Regions from separate parts of the Mus musculus genome. Here regions 1 and 3 are each linked to region 2. Evidence: chromatin contacts called from public HiChIP or PLAC-seq data. All regions are on one chromosome and are shown on one strand. Each heading gives the region's core, a stretch centred on a gene start, on an enhancer-like site or on the middle of the called end of the contact. The rest is flanking DNA. Distances are from core to core; before and after follow the strand shown.

Evidence for each region. HiChIP or PLAC-seq counts read pairs in DNA pulled down with a chosen protein or histone mark.
Region 1: a contact with region 2 is called in an H3K4me3 HiChIP or PLAC-seq map of embryonic limb bud, with 5 times the contacts expected there. The contact joins the enhancer-like site here to the promoter of Cyp51 in region 2. A contact is called at or near these places in 3 of 39 promoter capture datasets (the 3T3-L1 cell line, frontonasal cranial neural crest and stem cell-derived epiblast-like cells) and 2 of 115 datasets of contacts at active chromatin or transcription factors (embryonic limb bud and embryonic stem cells).
Region 3: a contact with region 2 is called in an HNF4G HiChIP or PLAC-seq map of pancreatic cancer cells. The contact joins the enhancer-like site here to the promoter of Cyp51 in region 2. A contact is called at or near these places in 5 of 39 promoter capture datasets (the 3T3-L1 cell line, 3T3-L1-derived adipocytes, hippocampal neurons and 1 more) and 2 of 115 datasets of contacts at active chromatin or transcription factors (pancreatic cancer cells and stem cell-derived neural progenitor cells).

The regions. Positions count from the first base shown.
Region 1 is chr5:5,319,288-5,321,987 of GRCm38.p6, reverse strand. All of the region lies in intron 2 of Cdk14 (cyclin-dependent kinase 14), which reads left to right. Among named protein-coding and RNA genes, the nearest start is that of Gm30151, 50 kb to the left of the region's middle. Within about 2 kb of position 1,342, at least 123 of the 459 cell types and tissues checked have an H3K27ac peak or open chromatin away from gene starts, as enhancers often do.
Region 2 is chr5:4,103,443-4,106,142 of GRCm38.p6, reverse strand. It overlaps Cyp51 (cytochrome P450, family 51), which reads left to right and starts at 1,446. Exons shown (of 10, transcript NM_020010.2): 1 at 1,446-2,009. The coding sequence starts at 1,836.
Region 3 is chr5:5,179,322-5,182,021 of GRCm38.p6, reverse strand. The region is part of intron 5 of Cdk14 (cyclin-dependent kinase 14); the gene reads left to right. Among named protein-coding and RNA genes, the nearest start is that of Gm30151, 190 kb to the left of the region's middle. Within about 2 kb of position 1,376, at least 80 of the 459 cell types and tissues checked have an H3K27ac peak or open chromatin away from gene starts, as enhancers often do. A contact at or near this core is called in pancreatic cancer cells, where this site is marked.

The sequences.
Region 1 (2,700 bases), core at 93-2,592, 1.2 Mb before region 2:
ACAAATCTGCAAACAGTTGGGATGAATGAAAGGGCCAGTCCTGCTGACCCAAACCTGCAGGAGCCGCAGGAGACAGGGCAACAACAGGATAAGCAGGAGTCCTAATGAAGATCCTCTAGTAATGGTGTCAAGTCATGGAAGCAGAGATCTCGAACCAGACCGATGCCTCACTGCAATGGACATTTGCAAGTAGAGATGTGTGGACAGAGGACAGACTGTGGGACACACTGTGGATTTCACCAAGAAACACCTGTACCTAATATCCTGCAGCCGGATTTGAGCAGTGAGAAGAATTTAGGAGCTCAGAGGCAAGTGCAGGACACTGGATGTTTATTTCTTCTGCTCCTCTTTGTCAGTTCCTACCTGTTTCTCTATAGCTTTCCCTGTGTCTCTCTGCGGCCCGCCCTCCCTTCTCTCAGTACTTGCTCCTTGCCTGAACTTCAGCAATTCTCTCACTCTTTGACCCTCTCAGAACCATTTGCTAGTGATAACCTTGTCTGCCTATGTTTTCTTTCATTACTTTACTTTTTTCTTTTCTTCTTAACCGTTTTATTGATTCTTTGTGAGTTTCACAGCATGTACTTCAGTCCACTCATCTGCCTGAGGAAAGAAGAATTTTGGGGGCAAACTACTGATTTTCAGATGAGTAATACAATTTCTAATCCTGTAAATGGAATTTGTTGATCTGGTCAAAGCCATCGGCAAATGCTGACCTCTTACATTATTAATCACATATTTGTGTGTAAGCTGAGAATTAGAGGTGAGATGCTTGCTGATTATCTGATATAAATCAGTGTAAATACTTACCTACTTCATAACCTTACATGAGTGATGCATTTCAGAGTGAAAGCTCTATACACATTTCACATGCAGATCTGGAGTGTGACCACATCTTTGGGATGCTAATATGGCTCCTGCTTGCTGTGGAGTAGGCAAAAGGGCATTCATTCTTCATGGTTTCCTGTGGCCATTAGTAATTCTGCCAGGGGGTTGGACATCCTGGGACTTTGCCAGCCTTTCTTCAGAGAGATTGACTCATGTTGAAAGATCTTGGAGTTCCTGTGGTCTGTTAGTTCTTCTGGTTTGTTGCTTGTGGTGTGAGCCAGCACACATACATTCCCAGCTGAAAATCTAACTTGCAGGGGCTTAATTCTAGTGAAGTTACCTCAGCTCTTTTTTTTTGCATTTTAGAGAATAGCAAGCCCCTCATGCTGCTTGGGGGTCTTGCAAACATAGATTAGCCCATCTTTTTAGAACATTTACAGCTCTCAGGGGAAAGTGCTTTGCAACTTGGCAGGCATAATTACTAGTATACGACAGCTGGAATAAGGCAAACCAAATGTACCCTCTTGAAAACCAAACGCTAACCCCTTTCTTCTGGGGCCTCCTTTGCTTCCTTCAGAGGGCTTGACTGTGAAAGCTTTGGAGCTGCAATGGGGGAGTTTTAAAATTATTATCCAATGTTCCACCATAAGTCTGACCTTAATATTTTGGCATCTGAAGCTCAGTATGTCATACACAGTGGTCTAGGATCTTGCTGGACGAAGCCAACAAGTGCTTTCATTTTAGTTTGTGGGGGCTTGGAGCCTCTTGAGCTGGCCCCGCCCTGTTCCCAGGAACACTCGGTGAGCACTGCTGTCTGTGTGACTGAGAGAAAGTGAGAGCGAGGAACAACTTTCTACTTCCTTGTTCTTACTCCAAGTCACAAACAGGAAGTGTTTTTTATACTTATAACAAAACTAGCAATAATGAGGAAAATATTTTGTAGACAATTACTGGCAAAAATTGATAATTTTTTGTTGCTCTTGGATATTTAAGCCCCCTGTTGACATCAACCAGGTCACGCCACACAGAAAGTGGTATTTCAAAATGTTTTCTAAGAGATTTATTGATAAAGATTAGTGCCATAAACATTCGGTTGTTAGCGATGACTGCTCCTATGACAGTATCTCACTTCCTTAATGACTTCGTTTTGTGGAATGAAGAGACTATCATAGTTTTACATGCTGAGAGAGCTTACTCAGCACTCTGGATCATTAACTATGATCAGGACTTTGGTTGCAAGTTTATTTTTGTTTCTTGCTCAAAGAGGTGTGTGTGTGTGTGTGTGTGTGTTTGTTTTCAATGCAATTTGTTAATCCAATCTTTTCTTCATGTTTTTATTTTCTTATGCAACCCTGGGTAGAGAATGTTAGAAACTGAAGCTAGAATAAAGGCCTAAGGGCTGGTATGAACCCTGATAGTTAATCTGAATATCTTTACTTCTCTAGAGCCGTGGTGGCAGAGATGTCCTGGATCCCTGTCAATGACCATTTTATATTTTCTAGACCCGTGCTGTGTAATAGTGCCCCTTTTGTATAATTCTTACTGTCCACTCTGTAAAAGGTGGCTTTTGGGACTGAAGAACTGAACTGTTAACGTTAGTTCACTTAGGTAACCGCATGCTGCCAGTGGCTGCTTTAGGGAAGAGCACAGCTCTAGGGAGTCATTTGTTTTCCCAAGGCTTGCCTTAAGCTTTAACTAATGGCCTGCTGGACTTAGCGACTAAAGTACAAACGTTTAATTTCTGGCTGTTTTTAGTCAGGGTCTTCTGTATCTCCGACTGCCTTTGACTTCACTGTGTAGCTGAGGATGTCCTTGAATGTCTCCATCCTCCTGCCTTACCTCTCGGGTACTGGGATTACAGGTGTGAGCCATTGC
Region 2 (2,700 bases), core at 197-2,696:
ACAGCATCATTTTTTTTTAATAACACTGTACCTTTGATCTTTATTTAAGGGTTTTGATCTTTTAGGATTTCCATATTTGAGATTCCTAGTGTGCAATGTTAAGGCCCACTTGCCCACTGACAGATAACATCCTGGTATTCTGGAGTCTGTTGTTCATGTACTTTCACTTCCGTAGACAAGGTTGGTTGCACCAGCTGCACAGGAGGTGCTTGATGATACACAGGCAGGAGATGCATTGACTGGAAGGATGCTTGTCCCCAGTGGACTAAGGCTGGAAGCACCATAGCTTTGTGGGCTTGGCCTCTACAGGCACCTGTCTAATGTAGCTTGAGGCCATTCTTTGGGAATCATGGGTATGGACCTGGCCAGTGTCCATCTTCCTGGCCAGTATTAAATAAAGCTTTCTTTAATTGGATAATTGTGGAACTGGTCTTTCCCCTAGCAATTTTCAAGTTCAACAATGGCCTGAAGTCACTCCAGTAAGTCAAGACGTAGCACACAAGACAGGCTTAGAAATGAGTGAGCAAAATTCCTGTTGTAGATACTACTGCCAGAAATAAAGAGGCTCTTACCTACAGCAGTGACAATAAAAATGGAGTGTTACAAGATTTTGTGACTGATCTGAGGCAGGAGGATATTGGTATACAGCAGTGTCCATCCTATATAGACTTCCTACTAGGCACTTCCTACATAGGCAGGTGGCAGTCACCCTAGGGAAGAGGTAATGAGTGGGCTTCACTGACTGACTACGATAAAATGTGAGCTCTCTAGGTGGAATTATCTAGACGGTGGCTGGACCATCTTACTCATTCCTGGAGGTGCTTGCAGTTTTGCCAATCACTGCACAATCATCTCCAAACTTAGCAAAAAATCTAGCTCTTAACCCTGGTTAAATAAATAAATGTACCTGCCAAAGATCTGGAAGGAGGGTTAATTTGGAAACATGTCATCAGAGGTGCTTTATTTGTAGTGAGATCAGGGTAACTCCTGCTTCAGATCCAGCTATCAGAACAGGAGTTTGGGGACATCTGCCTCAGTTTACTTTATGGCCTGTATTTATTTTAAAAGACTTGTCTTGGTACAGCAGCACACCAAACAACTATCACTTGCTAGCAATGTGGCCCTACACGAACAACCTGTCAAGCAGATTGTACGGGTGATCCGATGGTCTCACCCTCCAGGTTGCATCTGCAGGAGTGTTTTTTTTTTTTTTCCAAGATTCGTGGTGCAGGGCTCACGAAGGGCTGGTCTCACAAAGCCCAGAGGTGACATCTCCGCGAATAGCCGCAGAGGCGGGCGCCCCACGGAGGGGGCGGTGCCCGGGCCGCCAGCTCTGCTGACGCCACATAGGCCGAGATCACCTCAGCAGCGCGTGGTGCAATCACAGAGCGCCTTCGCCTCTGCCGCTGTCCGCCACCAATCTGGTCCTGAGATCCCTCCGCCAGGCTCGTCCGTGCCCGCTGCCGGGGCCGTGCTCGTTAAGCACGCGGGACCTCGTGGTCTGCGGTTCTCGGGGCGCGATCATTTGTGCAGCCATCACTTTCTTCACCGAGTCCAAGTGCCACGGTAGAGCCTGCTTCCTCAGGTCCCCTCGGTGGCGCAAGAATCCCCGCACCTAGACGGAGGCGTGGCCACCAGAAGCCCCGCCCCGTCTGTGACGTCCTGGTGGCGCGCGAGCTGTCTGTGGGCGTGTGAAGGGCCCGGGCCAGACTAAGCCATCAGGCCGGGGCCGCCTCCCGACTTCTATCTGCCGGCTTCTCCTGCTCCATCTTTTCCGAGAAGCGGTGTGCGACCTCGGCCCCCAGCCTACCGGGCGGATCGAAGCGACGGTCGGGATGGTACTTCTGGGCTTGCTGCAGTCAGGCGGCTGGGTGCTCGGACAGGCGATGGAGCAGGTGACAGGAGGCAACTTGCTTTCCACGCTGCTCATCGCCTGCGCCTTCACTCTCAGCCTCGTCTACCTGTTCCGTCTCGCCGTGGGCCACATGGTCCAGCTGCCCGCTGGAGCGGTACGTGCACCTCGGGGTCCTCAGTCTGTGCCCCGGCTAAGCGGGCGGGCTCGGGGGGCGCTAGCGGTGGCGGGCGCGCGGGAGGCTGGGGTGGCGGCTGCAGACGCCCGTGCCTGATCTTTGCTGTTGTGGTGGTCTTTCTGGTCTCCTTGCTGGAACCTGAACTCGGGGGCTGTGCTGGCCGTCGCCGTTTCTGCTGTGATAGCGGCTTTGAACTTCTGGCTAGGATCCTACTTTGCAGCGTTTGTAGTCAGTGATGGATGTGCAGACTGGAGGCCTTGCTGGATGGATTTGGCTGGTCTGATTGCCTTGGCCATCCATGACTCTTAAGTGCAGAGCACTGTACTGACTTTACTGTTGGTTGTCAGAGGTGTTTGGGCTCTTTGTGAGGGCCTTGATGGCAAGTTAAGGGTAGCTGCATCCCCGGTGGCCATCACTCTTGATACTGCCCTGTGTGTTTAGTATACTGTGGGCTATTGGGCATAACGATGATTAATAGCAGTGTCAGGGAAATTGCAGACAGTTCATAAGTGACTTGAGAGTGTGGGAAGCGCTTTCCTGTGATGCTGTTAAAATACTGTTTCTCTAGTTTAGCGCTACACCAAACCACTAATTTCAAGCCTTCCAAATATAGTTCATGAATACCCTTGTAATCAACATTTGGTAGCTTTGAAAACCATCCCTTCGAAAC
Region 3 (2,700 bases), core at 127-2,626, 1.1 Mb before region 2:
AGCAGCTGGTGGAGGAATGTACTGGCAAAGGAATGAATGTACCTGCTTTTTCTAGCCTGTCCCTACCCCAGACCATCAACTCTACTCGAGTCACCTTTTAAAGACCGCATTAAACACTGCCTCTTCTCTGACATCCTGTAGCCTTTAATAGTGATATTCCCTTTCCTCTTCTTTCTTTTTTGTTCTTTGCAAGTATTACATGCTTGTACACTTATATTCCCGTGCTTAACTACATTAAGCTTTCTGGACAGATATGCTCATCTATGACCTATTGGTACCTTAGAGGCTGTGGTATGGAACAAGAACAGACTCCTTAGATACCTGCGTTCCCCTACTGTTATGAAAATGGAGCTAATGCAGAGACTAGGTAGTGAGTTAATAGATTTTAAGCAGCAACTAATTGGGCCACGATTGTTTCAGAATTAAGAGTGGAAGGAACCATGGTTATAGTCATACGTTGTGGTCTGAGAAATGAACAGAGGAGAGTTGTTGCTAAGTAGCTAGCTGAAGTAGAAATACTCTCCCTGCCACCCAACCCCACCAGTTTGCCTGCTGAGAGGGAGTTCTACCTTCTGAGTGGGTATGGAGGCTGCTCAGAAATTTTCTAATTGCAAACACTGCCTATCCTGTGTTCACCACAAGTCTCTTCTGCTGTGAACTGGAGTCTTGTCCTGATCAACATTTGTTTCTATGGTTACTTTTCATTTTCTTAAATTACCATTGTGTTTGGGACCTATATGGAAGCATTAAGGAAGAGGAAGATAGAACTAGGTATTGAATGCATCCATTTTGGGAGCATCAGCAAGTAAGGAGAGCATAAGTTGATAGGCCATTGTGAGAGTTGTATGGTCAAAGGTATTAAGCTCATGCTATGCTATACTAAACCTGAAGGGGTAGACATCTTGCCCCTGAAGGGTTTAATCCTAGTTTGTAAGGTCTGGGAAGAGCGCAAGGGATCATGTAATCTGGTCCTATCATTTACAGAAGATCAACTGAGTTGTAGGGAGGAGTGTTAGAATGATCAAGATCAGTAGAGCTCAGACCTGAGGCAAAGTCCTATGAGTCGTCAATGTGGAGGAGACAGAGGCCTGGTGGTGACTCAGCTCCTTAGAATGCTGGCCTCACCTCAGAATTGGATCCCATCTTCCTGTGGAGTAACCAGAAAAGTAAACCATTCAGATTTCTCTGCATTGCTCATATTCTTGTGACATTTTAGAATGCAATGGATCTCTTCTTAAAACCATTGAATAATTCCTATCTTGATTTGTTTTTTAAAAAATCTTAATTAATAGCACATGTGAGAGAAATGCACTATATAGTATATTGTGGGAAAAGTTCAGAAGGACAAATAAAAGGAAACTTGAGTATGGGATATTTATATTTTTTGGATACTTGCCAGCTCAGTCAGTTCTCTGGGTATACCCAAGAGCATTGAGTTGATAGTAGTACTTAAAAAAAAAAAAAAAAAAAAAAACCAAAACCCTAACATTTTGAACAGGACCCAAGAAAAAGAATTAAAGGAAATACTCAGCAAAAGCTTGGCAATTGTCCTGTTATCTGTGAGCCTTTGTGTGTGTGTGTGTGTGTGTGTGTGTGTGTGTGTGTGTGTGTGTGTGTGTGTGTGTAGCTTAGGGCCATGTGGGCAGGCTCCAGCAGTAGGGGAAGTATCAGCCTTAAGGGAAGCTTGCTGGCCACCCTTTGAGCCACATTCACAAAACAAATCAATGCAATTACTTTCTTGTAACCTAAAAAAGAATAAACACTCTTTGTAGGATAAGTCCAAGGGCTTGAACAGTCTCAGACTGTCACCTTAAGTTAGCTTTTGCACTGTATTTCATCTATGAAGTATAAAAAGCCACATACTGCCCTCCAATGACACATAAAGCTTCTACCCACAACTCTACACAGAACATCTACAATATTTCACAGTACTTACAGATTCACCTATGTGCTTCATGAAGTCCCAAAGCAGTATAAAAGTTTATCAAGTCATTAAAACGGCATGCCCATGTTTTCCTCATTATATCTTCCTTCAAATACAGAAGTACACACAGTATTATAGCAGCAAATAAAAGATTGGATGACAAATTGTGCTTGTTTATGTATATAAAATTGCTATTTGCTCTTTGTAGGTTTAAATTTTTGTTCAAAACACTTTTAGATTAAGGATATGCTTAAAGAATGAAGGATATCATATTAAATACTGAAACTTCAATAATGCTAATTTTTCCAAAATCATCCTAAATTTTTATGTCAAAGGAATACATAAAATTTATTGTTACTTTCTTGATCAGAATGTTTCTGTGACTTGAATAGTTTATATAAATATAAAAGATCCCAAGTAGAGTTGAATTTGACTGCTCCAATTGCTCTGTTGCTGTCTTGGCCAGGAGCTGCAGACCAACATACCAACATCAGCGCCAGTTTAATACATGCAGCCCTCTCTACAGGTTCAGGAATGTTAGAAAACAAACAAGGCTTGCCTGGTAGGAGTTCACTCATCACCAATTAAATATTGAGAAAATGAACTAGCTAATATTAAGAATTGTACTATTTCATAAAGCAATTAATATGGCAGAACTTATTGTCCTCATAGTGGAATAATTTGTGCAAAAGAAATTTGAGAGCTAATCTGTACCTAACATGGAAAGACAAGACAGGACAACTGCTATATTATAATTTTTTCTCATTTTTCTCGTG